Linked DNA regions of Sus scrofa: region 2 is linked to region 1. A link is a contact called in public HiChIP or PLAC-seq data. All regions are on one chromosome and are shown on one strand. Each heading gives the region's core, a stretch centred on a gene start, on an enhancer-like site or on the middle of the called end of the contact. The rest is flanking DNA. Distances are from core to core; before and after follow the strand shown.

What was found. HiChIP or PLAC-seq counts read pairs in DNA pulled down with a chosen protein or histone mark.
Region 2: an H3K27ac HiChIP or PLAC-seq map of skeletal muscle shows a contact between it and region 1, with 12 times the contacts expected there. The contact joins the promoter of SLC27A3 here to the promoter of NPR1 in region 1. A contact is called at or near these places in 4 of 5 promoter capture datasets (fetal liver, fetal skeletal muscle and liver), 22 of 47 Hi-C or Micro-C datasets (adipose tissue, brain, embryonic fibroblasts and 13 more) and 2 of 2 datasets of contacts at active chromatin or transcription factors (alveolar macrophages and skeletal muscle).

What each region holds. Positions count from the first base shown.
Region 1 is chr4:95,970,786-95,977,086 of Sscrofa11.1, forward strand. It overlaps NPR1 (atrial natriuretic peptide receptor 1), which reads right to left and starts at 3,468. Exons shown (of 22, transcript XM_021089806.1): 1 at 1,490-3,468; 2 at 618-817; 3 at 92-205. The coding sequence starts at 2,198.
Region 2 is chr4:95,900,601-95,906,901 of Sscrofa11.1, forward strand. It overlaps SLC27A3 (long-chain fatty acid transport protein 3), which reads right to left and starts at 2,999. Exons shown (of 10, transcript XM_013997096.2): 1 at 2,148-2,999; 2 at 1,587-1,796; 3 at 1,092-1,250; 4 at 395-519; 5 at 1-137. The coding sequence starts at 2,781. It overlaps INTS3 (integrator complex subunit 3), which reads right to left. Exons shown (of 30, transcript NM_001243322.1): 26 at 6,094-6,261; 27 at 5,670-5,770; 28 at 5,461-5,533; 29 at 5,117-5,273; 30 at 4,900-4,997. The coding sequence ends at 4,920.

The sequences.
Region 1 (6,301 bases), core at 2,218-4,717:
ATGGTGGAGAGAGCAGGGTGGAGACTGGTGGAGGGCCCCCAGGGGCAGGGGCTTGAGGTCCATGCTGCAGGGTCCCAGGATCCCTTCCTACCAGGCCATCCTCCATGGTGAAGTTGAACTGCTCACGGGCCAAGTGTTTCAGCTTCCGTAGGAATTCCAAGTACTCAGGATTATCCGGCTCTTTATATGTAATGATTTTGGCAGCCTGAGGAAGGGGTCAGCCAAGAGGGGAGAGCTGGGTGCTGACTCCAATCCTCCCAGTACCCTGGGTGCCCACCTCCCAGAGCTGCATCTCCACTTAGTTCAAGGTCGAACTGGACCCTGTGTCCTGCATTCGGTGCTGTGTGCTGCAAAGCAGAGGATGCCTCAGATGGCTTCCCCAAGTCCTGAGGGTCTGTGGGAGGTGAGCATCATTCCACCTCAAGGGCCTTCTCTCAGCTTTTTAACCTTCTGGCTCTGAAGTCCCCCAGCCCCCCTGCCCTTTGTCACTTGACTCCCTATGAGCATCAGGAACCTCTTTTCTGGAATCCTTTCAGACACTGAGAGACCCAGGACCCAAAAATGATGTGCCACCAGCCCAGAGCCCCACGGTCTGGGCTTCCAACCCAGACACTCACCTGAAAGGCCTGGTGGGCGCTGACGTCCTGCCCGTCCTCCCTCTCCCAGGGCCTTCGGGGAACAAGGCCATGTGCACCTTGCAGGCTGTGCCCAAAGAGGTCCAGGTGGAAGAAAACATAGTCCTCCCCACTCAGGCCAGCTTCCAGGGCCAGAAGCATCAGGGTTCTGAAGGTATCCGGGGAGCTACAGATGTAGATAACTGGGGAGAAAGGGGGTCAGAGACAGAGAAGCTTAGGTCTCAGGGAGTGGGCAGAGGGAACTGAAGCTGGGGACCCCAGGGGACCAAGTTCAGAGACTCTGCACGTCGTTTAGCGGAACTCCGGGCTCAGTCTAGATTGTGGCAGGAGGAAGATGAAGACGGGAAGAAGAAGGCGGTGGGAGGAGGGAGGGAAGGAGCAGAGATAGGGAGAGCAGGAATAGCGGAGACAAAAGTGGGGAAGGTGCGCTCAGGAGGCGGGAGAGGGGCTGGGAGGGGAGAGGGCACGGGGAGCAATCGGAGGAGACGCTGCAGAAGGGTAGAGATGGAACATGGGGAAGACATGGAACATGGGGGAGAAAAAGAGGGTGGCTCGAGTCATTTTCTCTCTTTCCTTCTCTCAATCTCTCTCTCTCTCATTAACTCCGGAGGAATCGGTGGGAAGGAGTGGGGGGAGAGGCGAGGTGAGAAGAGAGGAGAGCATGGGGACGAGGTGGGGGGGTATGGAGAAAGAGGGAAATAGACTCTCAGAGGTGGAAAGGGCGGAGAAGGCTGAGGCCGGAATGAGGGGCCGCGAGAAGGAAAAATCTGGCCGGGAGAAGAGAGAGGATGTCCCGAGGGAGGCTCGGTGGGGGGTGGGGGCAAAGCGACGGGACCGGTGGGGCCGCCTCTCACCTCGGCCTTTGCGCCGCACGGTCCGCAGCAGCAGGGTGAAGTGGTCGCGGTCGCCCTCGGCGAACTCTAGGTGGTCCACGGTGATGTTGAGACGGTCGCGAACCCGCATGTACAGCCCCTCCACCACGAAGAAGCAGGGCTGGTCGTCGCCCGGCTGGTAGGCGTAGAGCACGAGCGCCTGGCGCTCCCAGCCCAGCCGTCGGTGCAGCGCCGCCACGAAGTCGCCCAGCTTGGCGTGGCTCGGCCCGGCACGGGTGGTCAGCGCGTACTCGTCCTTGGCCCCGAAGCCCAGCGCCGGGGCGCCGGCGGTCAGCAGCGGCACCCGCCAGTGCGCGGTGAAGCGGCCCACGGGGGCGGCGGCGTACACGCAGCCGGGGCCCAGGAACACAGCGGGGTTGTGCTCCCACTTGAGGTCCACCGCGGTCAGGGGCGCGGCGGTGTCGGAGCAGACGCCCAGTGCGCTCTCGCTACTGCCTAGCACAGTGCGGACCGTCCAACCCGGCAGCAGGTCCGGCCGCGCCTTCACCTTGGCCAGGGCCAGCTCCACCGCCGGTCCCACGCGCGCCCACGACCACGGATAAGAGGTGTTGGCCAGCGGCAGCACCACGGCCACTGTCAGGTTGCCCGCGTAGCTGCCCGGGAGCAGCAGCAACGGCAGGAGCAGCAGCAGGCGCAGGCGGGCGCCAAAGGGGCGCCCGGGGCGCGGCATGGCCTCAGCGGGCACCGCGGTGGACGAGCGCTCCCACCATGGCCTCCAGCGTCCCCTCCGCCTCAGTGGCCGGTCCTGGGCACCAGGCGCGCCCCTGTGGGAGGTAGGAGGAGCGGGGCGGGGACGCTCCCCGCGGAGCACGTTGCCCCCTCCAGCTGCGACAGTCCGCGCCAGGAGCACCAGGGGCGCGCGACCCAGGGGTGCGCCGAGGGCGCGGCGGAGCAGGTGGGTGCGAGGAGAGCTCCGGGGCAGAAAGAACCCGAGTGCGAGTGAGAACGTGTTATGTGTGTGTGCGCGTGTGTTAGGAGAGAGAAAAAGCGTGAGCAAGCGCTCGGTGGAGAAGGATGGTAGAGGGCGCGAGGGAGGGAAAAGGGAGTGTGTGTGTGCGTGAGCGCCTAGCACAGAGACTGTGCCAGAAGGGGCGTCCGGCCGGCCCAAGTCTCCCGCAGTCCGGGGGGACAGGGGAGGACCCAGGCCAAGCTCCGAACCCTCCCTCCCCGCCGCTTCCCCTCCCAGACTCCGCGACCGTAGAGCCAATCCTGGATCTTTAACTCCTTCCTCCCCTCCCAGAAGTCGCCGCCTCTCCGAGCCCCTTGGCCTGAGCGCTTTTCCTTAGGCCGTCTTCCCGCTTCTCCGCGGCCAAATGTCTTCCTACTTCGAGAAGCGGCATCCACAGAAGGGGCTCCCTCTCAGGGAGAACTGAGTAGAGATTTGCGTGGGAACGACAGGGGGTCTCTTGCGTCCCACCTAGTCCCTCCGCTCCTACCTCGTTCCGTCTGGGAAAGAGAGGAGGAGGAGCCGGTTTGGGATCTTGGCCCGAAAAAGTGAGTGTTTGGATGTGAACGTCTAGGGGTGGGGCCGGAGGGTGAGGGTTTCTAGAAAAGGCATTAAAATAGGTGAATCCAAAGTCCCCTTGACCAGTCCATCTAGGATCTCACCCACCCTCAGCTTCCAAATTGAGCGGATTAGTGGAGAAAAAGGACCAGGTGCAAGGGCAGAGTTAACGCTCTCATTCCCAAAAGGCTGTACGAAGTGGGAGGGAGAGCTTGTGGGTGGCTGGCGGGGGAAGAGGTGTGGCCTCAGGGCCCCTCCCGGCTTGTATGTGTTTGGTTTGTATTGAGGGGGATTATTAAAATCAAATTTGTGGGGGTGGCGAGAGACTGTTGCAAAAGACAAGCGGAGGCGTCAATAGGATAGTGTTGGGGGGCCCTTGACGGCTGGGCCGCTGACGGGACAGCTGTGGAATTAGTCTGCCCTCTAATGGTCAGAAGGAGTCATTGACGGTATTGTGGGGCCAACAGCGGCAACCCGGTGCCGAAGCTGGACCAAAGATCAGCAAACTTGAGGACCTAATACGTATTAAGTACCAGCTAGAGGCTCAGCGGGTTAAAGATACGGCGTTGTCACTGCAGAGGCTCAGGTCGCTTCTGTGGCTGAGTTCGATTACTGGCCCAGGAACTTCCACAGCCGCAAGTGCGGGCAAAACAAACAACAAAGAAAAGAAAAACACCCGCTAGATGTTGAGGACATAAAGAGCAATATATATATGCGTGTATATGTACATATATTACACACACACACCCCATTCCTTTGCGGAGGTCTATCAATTTGGGACAAATAGCCCTAAGATAAGTCAGGTAAGTACTACAACAAAGAGAGGGGTAAATTGCTGGAGGTCCAGATAAGTGTTGTTGTTGCTGTTGTTGTTATTATTAGTATTATTATTGTGTTTTTAGGGCCAGACCTGTGGCATTGGAAGTTCCCAGGCTAGGGGTCGAATCTGAGCTGTAGCCGTTGGCCTATGCCACAGCCACAGCAACGCTGGATCCTTAACCCACTGAGCGAGGATAGGGATCAAACCCTGGTCCTTGTGGATACTAGTCAGATTTGTTTCCACTGAGCCACAACAGGAACTCCAGATGAGGGCTATTTTGCTTGCAATGGAGCCAGGAAAATCCCCAAAGAGAAATAATTCAACAAGGGTAGGAGAATGAGAAAGATATTCTGTGCAGAGAAAGCAGAATACGGAAATATGTTTCCTATGTATTTAGGAGAATTTTGAATGTTCTTATGGTCTAGAGCAAATGGTAGCCCATGGACCAACTTAAGATGGCAGGCGTGTTTTGTTTGGCCTGTATTCTCCTGTGCTCTCTGTATATATCTAATTTAATTGCCCACACTTAGAGTTTCTGTCCTGGTGCAGGGGAAACGAATCTGACTGGGAACCATGAGGTTGCAGGTTCAATCCCTGGCCTCTCCCAGTGGGCTGGGGCACCACCGTTTCTGTGCTGTAGGCCAGCAGCTGTAGGTAGGATTCAAACCCTAGACTGGAAACCTTGATATGCTGCAGGTGTGGCTCTAAAAAAAAAAAAAAAAAAATTGCCCGCATTTAAAAATTAGCAGATGCACATGAATATTGGATTTCTGACTTGTGTTAAGATGTTGGAGAGCTGGTAATATAGGTCCTGCATCTTTCCGTGAACAATCGTCTGAACCAAGTATCCATTACTTCTTTGAGATGAGTCTAGTTCATCATAGTTCCTACTCTCCCTGGTCAGTATGTTTTCAACCCTGATCTAGGATGTAAGGTGTTGTAGGTATGTGGTTATAAGGAGAGGAGAGGTTGTAACTGAGGAGGAGAGACAAGAAGGGGCAGCAGAGGGTTGATCCTGCAAGTTTTTGTGCGACAGGCATAATGTCTTTGTCTTACAAGGAGGGCTCCAGAGATTATAGAGGTAGATAGGAGATTGGGAGATTTGGGGGTTTTATTTTTTTTATTTTTGTCCGTGCTGGGGCATATAGAAGTTTCCAGGCCAGGGACTGAATTCACACCCCAGCAGTGACTCAAGGCATAGCAGTGACAACACCAGATCCTTAACCTCTGAGCCACCAGGAAGCTCCAGAAGATTTTTTAAAAAGTTTTATTGAGATAGAATTTTTTTTTGTCTTTTTTTTTTTTTTTTTTTTTTTTTTTGCCTTTTCTTGAGCTGCTCCCATGGCACATGGAGGTTCCCAGGCTAGGGGTCCAATCAGAGCTGTAGCCGCCGGCCTACGCCAGAGCCACAGCAACATCAGATCCGAGCCGCGTCTGTGACCTACACCACAGCTCATGGCAACGCTGGATCCTTAACCCACTGAGCAAGGGCAGGGATCGGACCCACAACCTCATGGTTCCTAGTCGGATTTGTTAACCACTGAGCCACAGCGGGAACTTCTGAGATAGAATTGACATACCATAAACGGTATGCATTTAATGTATACAGTTTGATGAATTTGGACATATGCATACACCTGGGAAACCATCACCACAATATCAAGATAATAAACATTTCCATCATCTCCAAAAGTTTCTTTGTGTCCTTTTGTGTGTGTGTGTGCATGTGTGTGTTAAGAGCACCTAACATGAGATCTATCCTATTAGCAAAATTTTAAATGTATAATACAGTGTTGTTGACTTTAGGGAGATATTTTGTAAGTAGAATCAATTTGACTTCAGGAAGAGAAGACAGCATGTAAATAACTGAAGTCTAAGTGATATTAACCTGTTAGTTGAAACGCTGATGAAGCAGGTTTGGGGGGATGACAACAATTTTCGTTTACTGGGTTTCAGGTGTCTATAGATGGCCAAGTGGAGATGCCCAATAGGCCATTGGATTAGTGGAATGGGAGCTAAGGAGAATTAGACAAAGAAATCTAATTTAGTAATTGAGCTCCTCTTTCAACAATGATGGACTAAATAATTTGTCCAATTCCCAAGCGAGGTTGGAGACAACTAAAAATGTTGGATGAAATGCATTTTAAAATCAAAGAACTCGGGAGTTCCCATCGTGGCCCAGTGGTTAATGAATCTGACTAGGAGCCATGAGGTGCTGGTTCAATCCCTGGCCTTGCTCAGTGGGTTAAGGATCCGGCGTTGCCGTGAGCTGTGGTGTGGGTCACAGATGCGGCTCAGATCCTGCGTTGCTGTGGCTCTGGAGTAGGCCGGCAGCTGCAGCTCCGATTGGACCCCTAGCCTGGGAACCTCCACATGCTGCGGGAGCAGCCCTAGAAATGGCAAAAAGACAAAATAAATAAATAAATAAATAAAAATCAAAGAACTTGAA
Region 2 (6,301 bases), core at 1,749-4,248, 71 kb before region 1:
GCCACGTTGCCCTCTGTCAGTCCGTAGGTCTCCAGCACCCGCAGGGGCCCGAAGCGCCGCACAAAACGCTCCCAGGTGTCCGGCCGCAGCCCGCTGCCCACCGCCATCCGGACCTTATGTCCATGCTCTGCCTGGTTCTGAGACACGTCGGGAGAGGGCGTGGGAGCTTCAATGCCGATGCCAGCTCCCCTAAGTGAAGCCCTGTCTCCCATTGCCCTCAAACCCCTTCCACTGTGACCTCCTTCAGGTGCCCTAAGCATCCGAGTCCTACCACTCCAGGCTCCTCCCCCTCCCCTTCCTCTCCCTCCCACCCCTGGACAACTGTTCCAGTAGCTTCTGCCCACTGCCCATCTCCCTGTCTCTGTGGCTCTGCCCAGGATCTGTGCCCACGCACCGGGGGCTGGTTGACAAGGTATCGGCATAACTCCCCAATGTACTGGAACACCGTCACCCTATGCTGCTGGCAGTCCTCCCAGAACTGACCAGCTGAGAACTTGGACTTCAGCACCACCGTGGCCCCTGCGAGAATCCGGGAGGGAGGAAGGAGGGGAAGTTAAGAGCTGGTGGGGGCAGGGAGTCCTGAACCGCCCCCCTCCTTCCTCGACACCAGCCTTCCCTGTAGCCAGGTCCCTAGAAAGGCCTGGCTGTGACAGGCACACTTTCCACAGGCCAGCTTGGCCCACCTGTGATTTGGAGAGGCTAATGTCTTCTCCCCACTTCCCATCCCCAAGCAGTCCATCCTGGAACCCTGCCCCCAAATCCCAACCCTTTTCTCCATTTGCCTCTTCCTGGGCTGACACAGCACCGCCACCCCCCCCCCCCAACCTCCTGCTGCCCCCTTGCCTGGCCTTCTGCTAACTGCATGGCCGCCCTAGTTGCTTAGCCTGTAGGTCAGTGCAGGTGACACAGTCTCCATTGAACCAGGAGCTCCTGGTGAGGAGGGCCTGCCTCCTCCTTCCTCTGGATTCTCTACCCTGAAGAACTCAGGAAGCACCCCAGGGAAGCACACCACAGTAGCTACTTAATAAATGTCTGCTGACATAAACATCTGCCAGAGGGCTGAAAGCCGGGTTGGGGAAGGGGAGACTGACCAATGCCCAAGCATCCCACGATGCCCAGCAGGGAGCCGGACATATGGTAGAGTGGGAGGGCGAGGTAGATCACATCCTCCTGGCGGGCACCGCACAGCTGGTAGAACCCCTGGCATTGCAGGACCTTCAGATGACTGATCCGAGCAGCCTTGGGGAGGCCTGTGGGGTGGAGGGTGGCGGTGGCGAGATCAGGAGAAGGGTCTGAGCTCCAGGTTTTGTCTCTCTCTTTGCCCCTGCAGGGTTTCCCCCAGCAAGAGGCAGAGGCAAGACTGAAACTGAGAAGGCAAGCCAGGCTGTCCTAGAAATGTGGGAAGTTCAGGGAGGTGGAGAGGGATGGGAGGGTTGGCAAGGCAGGATATGGCCACTGGGACGAACAACCTCTCCTGGGGCTTTGAGGGGTGGCCGAGAAGCTGAGGAGGTCACAGGTCCTGTTCCCAGGCCCCTGCCTTCCTTGGCTTTAGCTTCTGGGAGGTAAACATCGTGACCAGCTCTCACCTGTGGTGCCAGAGGTGAAGATATACAGGCACGTGTCCATTATGTTCTCGGGGGCAGAGAGGTACCCAGGCACTGGCGCATCCACTTCGGCTGAGACCTCAGCCAGCAAATCGCTGATTCCAGCCGGATAGGTTTCAGAACCTGCAGCCCACAGGTGGAGGCCCATGGCTCTCAGGGCCGGCAGGTCGGGCTCCAGGGACTCCAGGAACTCTGGATGAGGTGGGAAAGCATAGCTCCATGGCTCTAACCACTCTCCAGAAGCTTTCCCCACCCTTTGCCCTGTTCGCTCCCCCAACCCCACTCGCACTGCTCCGGGGTGAGGCTGAAGAGTACGGACGTCCCCTCAGGAGTCTGGGACCTGGAGCCCAACTCTACGGAAATCCTTGGGGAACCAGAGACCCAGCTCCAGCCCTTCGAAAACCCGGAGACTTGTTTCCCCACCCTTTCCGCGCCCCAGGGAAAGCTTGCCGGCGAGTTCCAAGCCCCCCTCTTCTCGGCCCCCCTGACACGCCCCTTTCCGTGGCTGGCCCCGCCCCCGTCTGTCGAGTGCTGCAGCCTTACCTGCGGCCAGCACGAGCGCGCGGGCGCCGCAGCTGCGGAGGCAGTGCAGTAGAGGACCCCGGCGCAGAGCAGTGGGCACAAAGGCGGTGCGCAGGCCGGCCTTGGCCAGCCCGAACCAGAGCCACAGGAACTCTGGGCAGGCGGGGAGCAGCAGCGCCACGGTGGCCCCAGGTGCCAGAGGTGCCGCGCCGTCCCCTTCCCGCCCGGCCCGCGCCGCGCCGCTTCCGGCCGCCGCCCACTGGCTTTCCCCGGCGCCCCGTGGGCCGCCGCCCCCGCCAGACCCCCTGTCCCAGCCTCGCGCGCGCAAAAAGGCGCGCGCAGCCCGGTTGCTCTGGCTCTCGGCCTCCGCGTAGCTAAAGCGCCGCGCGCCGTGAATGAGAAAGGTGTGCGCCGGGCGCTGCTGGGCCAGCTGCGCCAGGCGCCAGGCCAGGCTGCAGCCCCCCTCGGGACCTTCCGGGTTGGCTGCGGCCGCGGCCAGGGCACGCGCTCGAAGGACCCGTTTGCAGCGTAGGGCGCGCACAGTGAAGGCCAAGTCTGCTGCGAGCCAGCGCAATTGCGGCCAGAGGCGCAGCTTCGGCAGCAGCAGCAGCAGCGGCAGCAACAGCAGCAGGGGTAGCAGCAGGAAGGCGGCCATGGTGCCCGCTCCCTCGACTCGGTCCTGTCTGGCCCCAGCCGCTCACAGACTGCCCCGATGCTCCCTTCTACAAAACTGAGGCCGCTGGTTCTAGCGCTTAGACCTCTCCGTCCCGGGAGCGCGCGCGCTGGCACACGCCCCTTCCCACCCACCCAGCCCCCCTCCCCTCGGGCCGAGAGCAGAGGCCCCGGAGGAGTGCTAGTGGGGGACGGCCCCGCACGCCCGGCCCTCCCCACAGCTACGCTCCGCCCCAGGCGCGCTCCCTCCCCGCACCCTACCAGGTCTCGGGCTTGCTCCCGCCCTCCCTCAGTCTCAGGGTCTGGTCCCGTTCCGATTTTCTCTAGGAAGATCTAGGCATCTGGCTGGACTTGGGGCTCCCAGCCAGAGAGCTAGGGCGCTAGGATCCAAGTCTGTCTTTCCCTCTCATCCCATTTTCACTCGTGATGGGAGGGTGACGCTGCTCTCTCCCAGAAGAGACTGAAGAACTCGGCCCCTTGCCCACATGGTGCTGCAAGTCCCGGCAGGACAGCCAGACCCAAGCCTTCCCTCCATCCGCCGCCGCCGCCCCAGGAGATAGGTGGGGTTAAGTAGGGGAAAGGTGGAGGCTCAGTCAGATTTCTGGAGGGGCCGTGGCGCAGAGGCCCGTCCCTTTGGGCAAAGGTACAATAACTGGGGCCAGCCAGTGAATGCTTTCCATCCTGATTTTAATTGGGGCAGAGGAAACCGGGGAAGGAGAGAGGAAGGAAAAAAGGAGGCCTCGGGCAGTTTAGACTTTCAAAGAAAGTTGTAGCAGCTTTGAGGGAAGGGAGAACCCGGGTTCTGTAAGACAAATTTGCAGGCTGAATAGGAGGAGCTGTCTGAAGTCAGCCCAAACCTCTCTCCTCAGCCTGCCACCCAGCCTCCCAGGACAGCAGCGGGACAAAAGCATAGCCAAGGAGCTCTTTGCTGGTACACCTGGCTGGGCAGGTGGCCAGACTGTGGCGGGTTCCTTCTCCAGGTGTCTGAGCCCTCTCCGCTAGGCATGCTTCTGCTCTCTAAGATCCGAGCTGGGAGCCTCTCTCACCGCCCAAGACCTAGTCCTCTCCAGCAGTTGGTAAGCACTAGCATATAACACTGAGAGATGGCTAAGGACAAGACAGCCTTTGGGAGATGGTGTCAGCATTAACTTCTGCCTGGACAGCCCAGTGTCTGGCCTGCACTGCCCGAGGCAGCAAGAAGGATGGGGGTAAAGCCAAGGCCCTCCTGCTCCAGACAAGGAGGTGGGCGGGGGGGGGGGGGGGGGGGGGGGGAAGGGGAAGTTGTGAAGCCACGAGGTGGGGTGCCCATTAAATGGAGACCACCTGTACATGCACAGAGTAAGTGGGGGCAGCAACTCCGGCACGAAAGAGATTCTGGCTTGTTTTATTGTCATTTAAAAACAACTTTTAAAAATTCGATTATCTCTGCCAAAAAAAAAAAAAAAAAAAAAAAAAAAAAAAAGAAACAGAACCAAGGAAATGGGACCATTCTTGACAGTTTTGTGGAACATGTCTCTGGGACTCCCTGGGCTCAAAGTGCCAACCTCAGGCCAACACAAGCCTCCAGGGCATCCCAGGTGGGGCTGTGGCCTCTGCATCTGCCCCATGGAGAGGAGAAGGTGACTTGACCATGTCACAGATTAAATGCCCATTTCATGACTGATGTACGGAGGGCCACTATAAAATGCCTGTTCAGAGCAAATCAAGACGTGGAGGGGGAAGGCGGAAGGGTGCCCGCACACCGTTTGCACTCTCAGTCTAACCTCTCCGGCCAGCTGCCCCTTTGCCATTTCTCTTCTCTGTTGAAACAGCCTCTGGGGAGGCTGCGGGAGGGGGCAGGGGCTGAAGGCGTCCACCGCAGTCCAGGTTGTGTACGGCCTCTGGCTTCAGTGGGAGCAGCAGTGTGTCGGGGGGCTGCAGGCCCCAGAGAGGAGGGAGGAGGCGCCGGGGCCGCATGGCAGCTTCTCAGGCCGGGCTGGAGGAGGCAGCTCGTCCTTCTCACAGGGGAGCTCTGGGATGGGGACAGGGTGTTCCCCGGCATCTCCCCAGCCCTGTTAACCTTTGATTCACCAAGGAGGGGAGGGGGCAGTCCGACTGGGGCGGCAGGGGAGACCCGGGGCCTCAGTCACTGTCAGAGCCCACTGCAGAGGACCCTTTCCGTTTCCGCTTGGTGGGCTTCGGTTTGGTGTCTTCTTCCTCCTGGAAGAGATGCAGGGAGGGAATCACCAGCCTGCGCAGCTGCTGGCCCCAGCTCTGCCCGCACCCCACCTCTCTTTCTCCTCCTGTGCACGGCTGGGTGCCTGGCTAGGGGGTCTCACCGAGGCACTGCTGGAGCCTGACTCTTCCTCAGCATTGGGGGGCTGGGCGGCATTCTTTCGACTTCGGGGGCTGGACAGAGCTGCTTTTCGTCGGCTCTTGGGTGGCTTGGTGGAAGAATCCTCGTATTCCTCGGCCAAGGAGAAGAGATCGCTGAACCTGAGGGAGAGAACCCCGGAGGTGGGCGTCCTGGCCCCGCAGCTGTCCCTCAGCCTTTTCTCTGCCCCTTGCCAGGGTCTCCATTTGTTTTCAACCCCATGGTCTTGCTGATCCTGAGTCCCCGGCAGGGCCCCTCCCCAGGCCTTCTCCAGCTACTCCCTGAGGCCAAGAGCGCAAGGAGCCTCACTTCATCTTGTGGGCTTCGTCACAGCTCGCCTGGACATGCTGCAGAGCCTGCAGAATTGGGGTCTGGCTGAAAACTAGACAGAGAAGGAACGGAGAGTTGGAAGGAGGCACAGTGAGGTGCCGGGGAGCCGCCCCCACCCGGGGCCACAGGTGGTCTGAGCCAGGGCAGCACCACGCACGCGCTGGGCTCAGAGGGGCAGCAAAGCGTACAGTTCTGCTTGGTGTTGGTCAGGTTGAGACGCAGGTTGTCCAGGTGCTCTAGGATCTGCTCCAGAGTCAGCTGGGCCAGCTTGCTGCTGGAGCTCCTCAGGCTGCGGGCAAGTCACGAGAGCCCAAGTCTGAGCTTGGGGTGAGGGCTCTAGGAGCCGGACCCCCTCCCCCACGGGGGTTCCTCTTAAGACAGAGGCAGCCCGTACAGAGAAGGGGACAGGAGGGCTGGGAGGAGGCTAGGCAGGGAAAAGGGGGTGTGCAGAGACTGGGGGCCAAAGACGGGCCACTAGGAAAGGGGGAAGGGGCCACAGTGGTCCTGCATGCCAGGCAGCATCACACCACTAGATGTCGCCCACCAGCCAGGCAGGGACAGCCCTGTTGCCGCCGCAGGGGAAGGTGGGCAGCCTGGCCTGGAGGGGCCTACCTCTGCCTCTTGCGGGGGAGGCTGTTGTTCTTGATGAGCAGGGACTTGATGTGCTCAGCCAGCAGTTCATCATGCTTCATACACCAGTGCCTCAGGATGCTGGTGGTGAACTGGTCGTCTGGGTGGCAGGGCCGGCTCAGCACCATCTTCACCATCTCTTCGCTGGGCCTGGCGGGAGGGCACGCTGCTCGCACAGCTGTCCCCAGGA